Linked DNA regions of Mus musculus: all the other regions are linked to region 1. Evidence: chromatin contacts called from public HiChIP or PLAC-seq and Micro-C data. All regions are on one chromosome and are shown on one strand. The core of a region is the stretch at or near the end of the contact, and the rest is flanking DNA. Distances in the headings are between cores, read along the strand shown.

Region 1 (3,217 bases), core at 665-3,164:
AAATTATTTTATGGGTAGTCTCATAAATTTGAGATGATTCTTTTGTTAATAAATTCACAGAAATAGAAACAAATGTGTTAATTTTACCACTCCAGCAAATAAAAATGGGTAGTGTTTAAGTATCTGGAACCAAATCATAGTACTTAAAAGCAGTTAAAATGGGGGCTGGTAAGTTGGCTCAGTGGGTAAGAGCACCCGACCGCTCTTCCGAAGGTCCAGCAACCACATGGTGGCTCACAACCATCCGTAACGAGATCTGACTCCCTCTTCTGGAGTGTCTGAAGACAGCTACAGTGTACTTACATATAATAAATAAATAAATCTAAAAAAAAAAAAAAGAGTTTCTTTAAAAAAAAAAAAAAAAAAAAAGCAGTTAAAATGAACATCTAAAGTGGTGGTGGGAGGTGGCTCCCTATCACCTTCGCCTTTGAAGGGGCGTGGATTAGCAGAACAGAAAGCTAGCCTCAGCTAAATGACAAGTTCACTAACATCCTGGGCTATTTAAGATCCTATCCCAACAAAAGAACACAAACATCGAGGGATAGACATCAGTGAGAGAAAGCCTTGCCACAGTTGATGGTAGGATGGCGACTTCTCAAGGACTCACCTCTGGGAAAAGGCAGGGGTCGTTCTGCAAAAGCAGGATTCGCAGCTGCCCTTCATTGAGGCCAAAAAGCCCCCGGCTTTTCAGGACTTGGACGTTGATAGGTGTGTGGATATCATGGGACAGAGAACAGGTAGACCTAGAAGAGTTCAAAGCAGTCAGGAGGCCGGGTCAAGAAGAGGGAAGAGGCTGGTGGGTCTAACTCTGCCTAGGGCATTTCCACTTCACAAGTGAATTCCCCAAGTACTAATAAAACAATTCGGATTGAGGCAACTCAGCTTCCAGGGGTCATTTCCCTGTTCTGTGAGTACCCTACCCTCAGGCTTTTTTGAGATTACTTATCTGTTTTTGTAAAGACTAAAACGTAATCTTCAGGCCAACAACAGCTGCTGGCCTCTCTTTGTCCACCAACACTACAAAGAAAGCACTAGAAAGCTTCCCGGATTGCTGCAAAGCACTGGGCTTGGGCTATGCAGCACTATGCCCTCACCCCATCCTGCCACCAGTTTCCTGCGATTGGACACCAGATTTTTAAGCGCGAAAGGGCTGTGGTTATGGAAGGAGGGAGAGAAGGGAACAGAAGTTCCGCGGGCCATAAAGCCCCCAGGTGTCCCTCAAGCGGCATTTGGCATAAGTGAATTCAAAAGTGGCAACACGGATTCAACCGGGCTGCTGTTGTGGAACATCCTAGCATCCTGGGACAGGGACAGCAAATTGGGGGGCGGGGGGGGGGTGAATAATAAACCTCAGTGGAGAGACCTTCCATATTATTTCTCTCGGCGACTAGGTGCACAGGGCGGCCAGCGCGAAGGCCTTTGTCCCATCCCACCCAGGCTCGCCGAGAAGCATCCGGAAGGCGCATCCCGCCCGCCCGCACCCACTGCCCCGCTGGACACTGAGGACTCCGCCCCTCACCAGCAGTCGCGGTGGGGGCACTTGCCCAGCATGTGGCGGCGACACAAGTGCAGCTGGTCGCAGCCCTGACACTCCCCGCGCTGGTAGCGGGCGCAGAGGCGCGCGGAGGACACGGCCATCACCCTGCAGGCCGTGGCGCCGCCGCCTGAGCCCGCGCCCGCGCCCTCGCCCGCCGCCACCTCGGCCTCTGCGTCCCACGGGCCGTCGCGCAGCTCCACCTCCTGCAGCAGGAAGCGCTCTGGACCCGCGCGCCGCAGCACGGCCCGCAGCTTCGCCTCCGACAGCTCCACGTGGCCGCGCAGGTCCTGCAGGAACATGCGGCCGCCGTGAGCACACAGCACCTTGGTGAGGAACGCGCACAGAGTGAGGTCCGCCATGGCCCGCCAGCGCGTCCCCGCCAGCCCGGGGCCTCCAGGCTCCTCCCCGCCGCGGCCCCGACCGGAGCCTGCGAGCTGTAGGGGGCCGGGCCTCAGAAGGCAGGGCCTGAGCCCCTGCAACATTCCTGGCTCCTGGGTTCCTGGCAGATACCGGATAACAGGGAGGGCTGCAAAGAATGTAAACTGCTGAAGTGGTTCTCCCAGCCTGGGGGCGCGCGCCTGGAATGTTAGCTAGCACCTGGGAGGTGGGGGCAAGAAAAGGCCGAGATCAAGGCCAGCGTCCTTTGCAAAGGGGAGTTGGAGGCTAGCCTGGACTACATGACACCCTGTCTCAAAAAACCTAGTAAGGAACCAGCACAGTGGGTAAAAACTTCCTAAGTGTTGGGGTCCATGAGTCGCCCCACGAGCTTACACAAACCCCGATTTCAGTCAGATAGGGATGGTTTATTGAACACACACCATAATACTGATCAATCAGCTCCATGCCTCAGATGGGATTGAGCCATGATATTGTTGATTTTTCTCTGTCAGCTTATAAATAAACATTTTTCCTATTGTCAAATTGGTGACAATATACATAAACACCCACTAAACCTAAAAGGATTTTCCTTCCTAACAATGGACAAATTCCTAGCGTATTATTCCTCTACGGAGTGGTCGAGAGATATTCTATGGTTTCGTCGCTATGATTCCTTAATGGAAAAGAACCCTGTTGCTCCTGTAGAACCTGCCTTTCCCTGTGTTCCCTCCCTACTAAGAAACGGTTTACATGGAATCCTTATCTGCTTACCAGGGAGCCCAGCCGAAAATGTAAACTGAGAAGTGGTTCCTTGGGATTACCTTGTAAAGGGTCTGCTCTCAAACAATCCTTCTCTGTTTGCCTCTGAGAGAAGCCGACCTAAGATACAACTGAAAAAAGAAAGATTCAAGTTGAGAAAGGGGTTAGAGAGGAATGAAAACCACATGCACACAGAGAGAAGAGACGTTCAAGCAAGATAGAGATAGGGAAGAATTTTACTTCAAGGGCACTGATGTTGTAAGCAAGTGTATCCAGAAGTTTAATAAGACTGATTCTGTATGTTACAGAATAGATGGACTGGGAAGACAGCCCAGTGGATAAAACACTTACTAGACAAGTGTGAGGCTGGAATTTGAATGCCCAGATCCTATACAAATACAGGAAGATGTGGGGGCCACTTGTAATGCAAGCACTTGGTAGGCAGTGGCAGGATCCACAGGGGCAGCTAATTGGCTAGACTAACCAAATGGGTGAGATCCCGACTCAGCCAAAGACCTTGCCCTTAGAAATATATTCAATTTC
Region 2 (2,855 bases), core at 23-2,522, 150 kb before region 1:
CTTTGTGGGAAAGGGTTTGTCATAAGAATTAAAAGTCATCTCTCTTAATAGGCATCATGTTTTATATGAGGCAAAGATGTCAACTGAGAAAAACCCAATGAGAATACTTCACAACTTCTTTTCTGTAAAACTCAACCGTAAAATAGATGTCAGACCCGGGGAAGGACATCTTCACTGAGAAGCCTAAGCAGCCACAAATCAGACTTCCAAGTAAACACACTAAGGAGACCCAGGCAACTTTCTGTGGCTGTGAAAACCAAAGGTAGAACAGACTATGTGTGTGTAGAAAGAATTCAGTACCCATTTAAAAACTGTTCACAATAGTAAAGACTAACAAATAGTCAGAAACCATGTCTCTAAAATAAAGGTATCTGAGTAATTAAGAAAAGTTTAATGTCCTGTCCCCACTATTTAAGAGATAAGAATCAGAGAAACAAGGTGGCATTCCACCCCCCCCCCAATCTTCCCTCTTTTTCATTTAATTTACTGAGACAGAGTCTCTCACTGGCCTGGATCTTCCTATGCAGACCAAGCTGGCGCCTTGAACACACAGTGATCCCCCTGTCTCTGTAGTCAGTGCTGGTATTAAAGGCATACAGTACCATGCCCAGCTAAAGATTTATTTTAAACCCTGTGTGTGTGCGCGCCTAAACGTCAGAGTCCCAATACTCTAGGCCCCTCCCTTCTCATCCTTCCTGGTCACACTTTAAAGAAGGAAAGACAGAGACAGTTTAATTTTTGGAGCAGGACAGACAGGTTCAGGCTGGGAAGGAAGGGTGGTTCCTTTGGGTTCCCACTGGCACAGAAAACCTACCAGAAAACCAACAGAGAGCCACAGGTCAGAACTTCCCACGCCTCTGTCTCCTTGTTGCCTCTTGAGAATTTGAAAGTCAAGCGTCCCTTTCCCACATCCCACCCTTTGGCGATGTGCTTCACGTGGGGACGGAACTCAACAAACGCAAACCCATGGACTTAAGGTTTCCTAAGGAAGCTTGGGTTAGAACTTAAAGTCTACTCTCTTGAATTCAGGTCTGCTGACCCCATTCTGCTTCAGGGCCCATTCATTCAGACGCGGACAGCCACCAGCTCATCCCAGACGGGGTACCAAAACCACAAGCAGTCCTCCTTAAGTGTAGCTTGGTGAGCCAAGTTTAACTTGGATTTCTTTACAGAAGTGAGGCTTAAAGGCGCATGGGCAACCGCCTGACAGCAGGAAAATTTTCATCCTGGCAATGATTAATCCTAAGGGAGGGGCCTTGAGTTTCCTGGGCCTGCTCCTGAGATGCTCAGGAAAAACACAGCTGCTCTGATCTCAAATGGCCATGGTCATGTCATGCCCAGAGGACAGCATTTTACAACAGATTCCTGCTCCTGTCATTCTTCAGACGACATCGTAGGTCATGTCCTGCAGTGGCTATTTTGCAGTCCTTAGTGGGCTCTTAAAAGACTGGCTTGACATCCTGGTTTAGCTGTGTGCCTGCTGCCCTGGTTTAATCATTAAGAGAACTTCCTTTCCCTTCCAGGAGCATCTACTTTGGACACTAAATGACAGTAAGGGCTCAACAACCTTGCAGCTTTTGTTGCTGATGTTGTTTTAAGGAGACAGAGCCTCTCTCTCTCTCTCTCTCTCTCTCTCTCTCTCTCTCTCTCTCTCTCTCCAAACTCCTGAGCTCAAGCCAGCGGCTTGGCTGCCGCCTCCCAAGCGGCTGGGGCTGTGCATAGGCACCGGCAGGCCTGGAGCCAACAAAAACTTTCAGTCAAGAGCCAGACAATAAATATTTTAGGTTCTTCAAGTCATAAAAAGTTGGTCACAACCCAACTCAAAAAGCAGCCAAAGACAGCATGCAAGCAAGGGTGTGGCAGTCTTACAAAAAGGCCCAGTGTTGACCAAAACAGCAGCAGGCTGGATGTAGCCTGAGGGCAGAAGTCTTCCGGGCCTAAACCTGAGAGATGACTGCATAAGCAGACAGGGTTGAGGATTTGGGGAGACAGCCCTCAAGGAGAGGTTATTTTGAGAGGAAAAATGGAAAATTCCAGATAATTTCAAACTATGTAGTACACATATGGTCTTAAAGGTAAAAGAAAATCTAGCTAGTGAAAGGTAAACTCTGAGAAAGGCATTATTTTTAAAACACACATCACAGAATTTTAGGGAGAGTAAAAAGTTAAGGACATCTAGGGAGGATTTTCTGAGCAGGGAATCTTTGGAAAGGCAGCCCTGGAGGCAAAGTAGGAAATCCTCTGAGGAAACCCTTGTACTTTCTGTGAAAGGAGAAAATGGAGAAAACAAAGGGCGATCCAAGCCAGGCCCCACGGCTTCCATCTGCCTTCCCAGTAGGAGATTGCTTGAGCTAGTAATCTGAGGCTAGCCTGGGCAACATAACAAGATTGTATTCCCCCAAATTAGGTTAAACCCAAAAGGAGGGTCCAGGACACCATGAGGAAAGCCTGCGCTGGTCATCAATGAAGACAAAGGAAGAGTCCAAGGAAAACCAACCTCCCTCCCTACAGAGAACTCAGTTGGAGGCTGGAAAACAAGCATCAACTGCTGGCTCCTCCGAGAAGCCAAGCCCAGGCTGCTAGCAAAGGCTGTGTGGGGAAGGAGGGAATGCGGTGTCCATTACTAGGCCTATGAAAGGACCAGGTGACTATACTAAGACTACGAGTACAGTTTCTACACACTGAGCGTACCACCACCAGTGTTTGGAGTGTTAGGACATATGCTTCCAGCAGAACAGGAACACCCATCTGTTGCCAGAAAAGCTGGAGTGACTCTGTGTGTGTGTGTGTGTGTGTGTGTGTGTGTTTCCTCCCTGGTCAGGGGGACCTAAATTCAGAGAAAGGAAGAGAAACTG
Region 3 (2,923 bases), core at 49-2,548, 230 kb before region 1:
TCAGACCCTCCACCCACCATGCTGACTCTGTCAGCCACAAGCAATCCAGGATGCTGGCAATGCAAACTCATGATCTCCTCCTTGCTCTTAATACTGAACTCCTGCTTTCCTGAGCAGCCTAAGAAATGCCCTGCTTCGTGTGGCGGGTGAGGGTGGTGGTGGGGGGGGGGCAGCAACACTGAAAGCTGAGGGTCTGTATACTTCATCACCCATGCCTGCCTTTTTAACGCCAAGTCTTCACTCCTAAATCCCTGGCTAGCAAATCTCCACACAAGAGCAAAGCCCATGGCCAACCTCACCCTCTTGGGTACGAAGCTCCTTCCGGGATGCTCAGTTTCTAAGTGCCATACCACCTATTTTCACAGAGCCTGCTGCGTGGCACACCCTCCTCAACATGCATTTAATTGAGCTGGAATTGGACAAGCTATCTCTCTACCACAACCAGTTCAGCTACTGGGTTATCTATTTTTATCTATTGCACAAAGTAGATAAAATGGCTACAGGGACTGCGGAGCTGGCCTAGCAGTTAAAAGTACTTGCTCTTGCAGAAGACCTGAATTCTATTCCCAGCAACCAAACAGCAGCTCAGAAAAGCTAGCTATAACTGCAGTTCCAGGGGATTCAAAGCCCTCTTCTGTCCTCTGCTGCATGAACATATTGTACATATATGTGCATGTAGGTAAAACATCCATACATGTAAAATACTAATAAATAATTTTTTTTAAAAGATTAGCTTATTGGGTAAAATTTCAGGGGCAGCTGTGGTCAGAGCCATGAGCCCTGCAGTCTTTGGATGGCCTGCAAGCATGCCCTAGCAGGCTATAAACTTACTTCCACGTGCCGTTTCTGAACATAGGCTGGACACTCCAAGAGGAGCCAAAGATGTTAAAAGATTTGGAGAAACAGTCGTTGTAGATCAAGCCGGTGTAGATGGAGAAGATACCCATGAGCAGGATCAAATAGCGCCCATTGAAGAAGATGTTCCACATCTGGTCCAGGAAAAAAGGGTGAGTGTCAGTGGGCTCTGAAGTGATACAGGAGGGGAGAGAGACATGGGATATGTCCAGCATCGGTAGTGTGGGGGAGAGATGACATGACTAAGGCAGACATCATATTCCTACACACACGAGCTTATGTAGGTCAGCTAGAGAACCCTGGGCATTTATTCACTGTGCAAACAAAAGCATGTAAGCCTCACATTCTCTCTTTCCACAGAATGCATGGCTGTGCACACTGAGGCCTCATCTACTAAGTGAGCTGGCATGCTGTGGTCTCCAGCACCTCCAGGAGACAGGCCCTGCGCTGGCCTCTGTCCTATCATCACAGGTCTGTATGCCTTTGGGGCTTTGTCTTCACAGAGACAAAGCACAGTTGGGCTTCTATCTGTCACATCTGCTAGGGAAAGCAGCTTCCTGGGGTGCTGGCTGTGGATATCATTCATTCTAAGAGCTGATGACAAGTCCGTTTGCAATTTTAAATGTCCTCCAAGGAAAATGACCTCTGTTAAACTTGTCATGGAAGACTGAATTGGTCACAAGACTGGCCAGGCTTATGATTAACTCACAGTGACATCACGGCACTCCTTCTAACCAACCCAGTATGTGCCAGAGGTCTGTAGCCATTCTTATAGTCTGGAACATAGCTAAGGGCATGGCTCCACTCTGTCAAGTGTATGACCAAGAGCTTATCTGCCATTAACCAACACAGGCATCCGGGGGCCTCTATATTCACAATACTATGGAAGGAGACCATGCCAAAGTCAGTGAGAAGTGAGGTACCATTAATATCCAGGACTCCTTGGGGTTTCTTAAAAGTTCTGCCATGAACAAAATATTCATGGTACTATATGATAGGTTTTAAAGGAAGTTACAAATAATGTGTGATTCTCGATGGCAATTTTTGAAAAGTACATATTTGTAGACAAGCACAAACACACAGAATGGAAATATATTCAAAAGCATTCATCAAGATCTTTCTCTAGGTTTCTGGACTGTAATCTGACACAATTACCACATATTGCTTTTATAATCAGAGTAAAGAAAGTTTTTAAAATATTAAGAGGAGGCTAGATTTAATTCCAGCGTTCCAGAGGAAGAAGTAAGCAGATCTCTGTGAGTTTGAGACTAGCTCCGATTATATAGTGAGATCCTGTCAATAATAATATGATAATAATGGTGGTGATAATTATGATGGTGATGATGGTGGTAGTGGTGATAATGATGATGGTGATGACGATGATGATGTAACAGGTATAATAGGGCTTGGCACACACAAGGCCCTGGGTTTGTTCCCCAATACCCTCAACCATCAACAAAAATCACTGCTTTGAGTTTGTTTAGCATGCAACATAAACCTGGCATAGCAGTGTATGCCTGCAATCTCAGATCTCCATAAGTAGAAGCAGGAAGCTCAGAAGTAAAGAGTTACCCTTGACTATACAGTGAGCTTGAAGCCACGTGTGGATAGATGAGACTCTGTCTCAAAAGGATATAAATAAATAAACAAATCAATAAAATTTAAAAAGTAAAAGCCAACGTCTTATAATGTCACAAAAAGAAAAAGAAAAAAGATGTGTTCACTACAGCAAGAAACCCCACACTGATTAAGAGTTTTTGTTGAATCGAGTTATTTTTATAAATATATGTTATTCCTTATAGTGACAATCACATGCATATGTTTAAAAAGATTGATTCTTACAGTTATTTCTTATGTGTGCATCTGTGTGAGTACATGCCACATATGTGCAGGTGCCTGAGGAGGTCAGAAGAGGGCGATAGATCCCCTGGAGCAAGAGAGTGACTGGTGCTGGGGAACCACACTCAGCTCTTATAGAGGAGCATTAGCACTCTGAAGTGCCGAGCCATCTCTCTGGCCCTCACATATACAATTTGTGTCTGTCTTTTGTTTGTTCAAAACAGGGTCT
Region 4 (2,889 bases), core at 38-2,537, 190 kb before region 1:
TTATACGCTGTTCATATTAAGTGGAAAATTCCAGAAGCAATTCCTAAATTGTTATTATTGTTGTATTTATAAGCAAGACTCCTTTTTAAAAATTTTATTTCATGTGTATTGGTGTCAGATACCCTGGGACTGGAGTTACAAACAGTTGTGAACTGCCATTGTGTGCTGGGGATTGAACCCAGGTCCTCTGGAAGAACAATTAGTACTCTTAACCACTAAGCCATTCCTCCAGCACCCACTATTTTGTTCTTGGAGACAGAGTTTCTCTGTGTAGCCCTGGCTGCCCTGGAACTCACTCTGTAAACCAGGCTGCTCTCAAACTCAGAGATCCATCTCTCTTTCAGGCATGCCGAGATCAAAAGCATGCTCTACCACCACTACCACAACCAGGCATTCCTAAGTTTTAAATAGTACATAATACATTGTTATAATTGCTGCTTAATTATTAGTTGTGTTAGTAATCTTACTATAACCATAAATTAAACGTTACCATAGGTATGCATTTCTAGGAAAGTGCGTACGTGCAATGCATGCGCGTGTATTCCAGCAGTATTCATGGTTTCAAGCATCCACTTGAGTTCTTGGAATGTACTGCCTTAGGTAAGGACACTTAAGAATACTGTCAGTCAAACATTTAGGCTAAAAGCAGCAGTCACAGATTGCCACTACTCAGTTCAGGACCTTCACACAGCCTCCCTCTTGCTTCCTGACACAGGCACAAATCTCCCTATCCAGAGTGGGACCAAATTTATCTATGTCAGGGTCACAGTGGGCTTCAAAGGAGTTTCCTACTGCAGGGCCTCTTTCTCCTCTCCACCTGTCAAAATCCTATGCATTCCTCAAGGCCCTGTCTGAATGTCATTTTGCTCCCTAAAGTGTCTCATCAGCAGAGGTGACTGGACTCTTGTTGCTGATGCCCAGAGTCCTTAGTCATGCAATCACTTCCCAGGTTGCTCAGGATCTTGGGTTTCTGTAATGCCAACACGCTAAGCTGGGGTGTTTGCAGGTTATAGCATAGTTCAGTGCACACAGCTGCAGGTAAGCAATAAATAATTGATAATTACTCAAATCAATAAGTAATTGATTTAGAGAATCTACACTATGCCTGCAGCTGAAGCAACAGCAAGTGCAGGTCTAAGGGAATCGCCTCCCTCTTCCTCAATGGGAACTCTTGTCTCAGGGAAGGAGGCCGGGATTGCCCCTCCCCTCCCCCAGCCACAGTTACAGAGGCAGGTGTGACAGGCATTTCACCTGGCTCCACCTTCTTTCTTTACCCCCAAACACTGAACAGACTCCCAGTTCCTGCAGGACAGGAGTCACCTCAAACCCAGCACACACAGGACACATGTTCTCCACCCCAGGGCACCTCTGCAGCAACATGGCCCAGTCAGGTGTCTTCCTCCGAAACCCTGGGCACCTCACCTCTGCCCCGCAGGCCGCCCTCCTCTTCAGCCTGGTCCTCACCTCCTTCCACTTATCCTGCGGTACAGGTAACAGTAGTTCTGAGCTAGTTCTTGGCCACCTTGGAAAGGGGAGGGCAGGACTCAGGGAAGGGGAGGATTCCTTGGCCAGGGTTGGTCCTGCCCAGAGGAAAGAGGAAACGGGAGTCCCTTCCCTGGAGGATTAGAAACAGAGCCGGCAGGGGTGGGAGTCAGCTGGGGGCGTCTTGGGTTCCTGGCAATCAATTCCTTTGGTAGGACAGCAGCAATCACCCCTGTTGACCCTTGCCACAAAACAAAACACAACAAACAAATTTGCCAATTTGCCAGCAGGCATCTCACTCATCAGGGGACCAAACTTGTAGAAAGGGGTACGGCTGGCTCCCCTGCTATTTCCCATAGCTCTTCCAAGGCTCCCTCAGGATGGACCCTCACCTCCCCTTAGCACCGCCGCAGAGGCTCCTTCCAACCCGGACTGCCCGGGCCAATTTGAAACTGGACCGCTGCTACCTCGGCTCTCTAACCTCCTCCTACCCCTCCCCCTCCCTGCGCCTCCTCAGGGCTGGCATCAGAAGCACAGCACAGTTTCTCACCCTGGGTAGTTTCTTTTCTCACATGGGAAGAGGCTTAGCTTTCCTAGCTGGGTTCTACACCTGAGCATCTAGCAGTCTGGCTTCGTCTCTCCTGATCCTGGCACTGACCTTGTCTCAAGCTTCCTTGGAGTGACCCCACTCCCTGGCACACCCTTCTCAATACTCTGTCATCCTGAGTCTCTAGTCTAGGAACTGTCAGAAGGCTCTTGGGACCCTTCAGAGCTACAGAACCTTGACGCCTCTCTCCTCATCTTGCTTATTAGCTGTGTGATCTTGAGCAAATTACTTTACCTCTCTGTGCCCCAGATTCCTTGTTTATAACACTGGGGAGTCAAGGGTGGTTTGTGATTTATTTTGTAAAGAGGAGATGAGTCACAGCTTGTAAATAATTTACAACAAAACAAGCACACAGTTAATGCCAGCAGCTATGATTATTATCAATTTATCAACCACATACTGATACATTGAGGGGGCGAGGTTTTATGGTTGTTCTTCTTCTGTTTACCATGACAGTGCCTTTTGGGTCTCCCCTAGTTCACCAATCCCTGGTTGGTTCTTAGAACACTGAAGGGTGATATTCAAATATAAAGCCCCTGATAAAAAGAGAGTTTTGACCTCTAAGAATCGCAACCTCACAGGATTCAAGCTAATACTGGCATCTCGTTAATTTTCCCCCCATTCATTTACTCTGTCCTGAGAATACTCCCACCCTAGGTGGAGAGACAAGCTAATGACATGACTTGGTTTTGAAGGGAATTTCTAATGTCCAGGAATCAGTTTCTCCAAAACTGGGCTCCACTCTAAACTATGTAAATGATTTACAACACTAGTCAGATTGTATCAAGGTTATTAGCATA

What was found. Hi-C and Micro-C count contacts between places; a contact is called where the count stands out from the background. HiChIP or PLAC-seq counts read pairs in DNA pulled down with a chosen protein or histone mark.
Region 2: a contact with region 1 is called in an H3K27ac HiChIP or PLAC-seq map of extraembryonic endoderm stem cells. The contact joins the enhancer-like site here to the promoter of Zc3hav1l in region 1. A contact is called at or near these places in 7 of 39 promoter capture datasets (the C10 cell line, Sertoli cells, cranial neural crest and 2 more), 14 of 484 Hi-C or Micro-C datasets (the 3T3-L1 cell line, the Ba/F3 cell line, the C10 cell line and 6 more), 10 of 115 datasets of contacts at active chromatin or transcription factors (SST interneurons, craniofacial prominence, embryonic basal ganglia and 6 more) and 2 of 9 other capture datasets (embryonic stem cells and pancreatic islet).
Region 3: a contact with region 1 is called in an HNF4G HiChIP or PLAC-seq map of pancreatic cancer cells. The contact joins the enhancer-like site here to the promoter of Zc3hav1l in region 1. A contact is called at or near these places in 4 of 39 promoter capture datasets (the 3T3-L1 cell line, the C10 cell line and embryonic stem cells), 1 of 484 Hi-C or Micro-C datasets (embryonic stem cells), 4 of 115 datasets of contacts at active chromatin or transcription factors (embryonic stem cells, extraembryonic endoderm stem cells, large pre-B cells and 1 more) and 1 of 9 other capture datasets (embryonic stem cells).
Region 4: a Micro-C map of embryonic stem cells shows a contact between it and region 1, with 1.6 times the contacts expected there. The contact joins the promoter of Tmem213 here to the promoter of Zc3hav1l in region 1. A contact is called at or near these places in 3 of 39 promoter capture datasets (3T3-L1-derived adipocytes, embryonic stem cells and liver), 1 of 484 Hi-C or Micro-C datasets (embryonic stem cells) and 4 of 115 datasets of contacts at active chromatin or transcription factors (all in embryonic stem cells).

Annotation. Positions count from the first base shown.
Region 1 is chr6:38,297,345-38,300,561 of GRCm38.p6, forward strand. Zc3hav1l (zinc finger CCCH-type, antiviral 1-like) reads right to left here and starts at 1,915. Exons shown (of 4, transcript NM_172467.3): 1 at 1,520-1,915; 2 at 608-743. The coding sequence starts at 1,896.
Region 2 is chr6:38,143,014-38,145,868 of GRCm38.p6, forward strand. All of the region lies in intron 15 of D630045J12Rik (RIKEN cDNA D630045J12 gene), which reads right to left. It overlaps Gm52858 (a long non-coding RNA gene), which reads left to right. Exons shown (of 3, transcript XR_003956278.1): 2 at 1-262; 3 at 2,408-2,855. Among named protein-coding and RNA genes, the nearest start is that of Gm52858, 4.4 kb to the left of the region's middle. Within about 2 kb of position 1,273, at least 101 of the 459 cell types and tissues checked have an H3K27ac peak or open chromatin away from gene starts, as enhancers often do. A contact at or near this core is called in embryonic fibroblasts, embryonic stem cells, extraembryonic endoderm stem cells and 4 more, where this site is marked.
Region 3 is chr6:38,071,018-38,073,940 of GRCm38.p6, forward strand. Atp6v0a4 (ATPase, H+ transporting, lysosomal V0 subunit A4) reads right to left here. Exons shown (of 21, transcript NM_080467.3): 13 at 832-989. Among named protein-coding and RNA genes, the nearest start is that of Svopl, 25 kb to the left of the region's middle. Within about 2 kb of position 1,299, at least 35 of the 459 cell types and tissues checked have an H3K27ac peak or open chromatin away from gene starts, as enhancers often do. A contact at or near this core is called in extraembryonic endoderm stem cells and pancreatic cancer cells, where this site is marked.
Region 4 is chr6:38,108,066-38,110,954 of GRCm38.p6, forward strand. It overlaps Tmem213 (transmembrane protein 213), which reads left to right and starts at 1,288. Exons shown (of 3, transcript NM_029921.1): 1 at 1,288-1,490. The coding sequence starts at 1,346. The region is part of intron 1 of Atp6v0a4 (ATPase, H+ transporting, lysosomal V0 subunit A4); the gene reads right to left.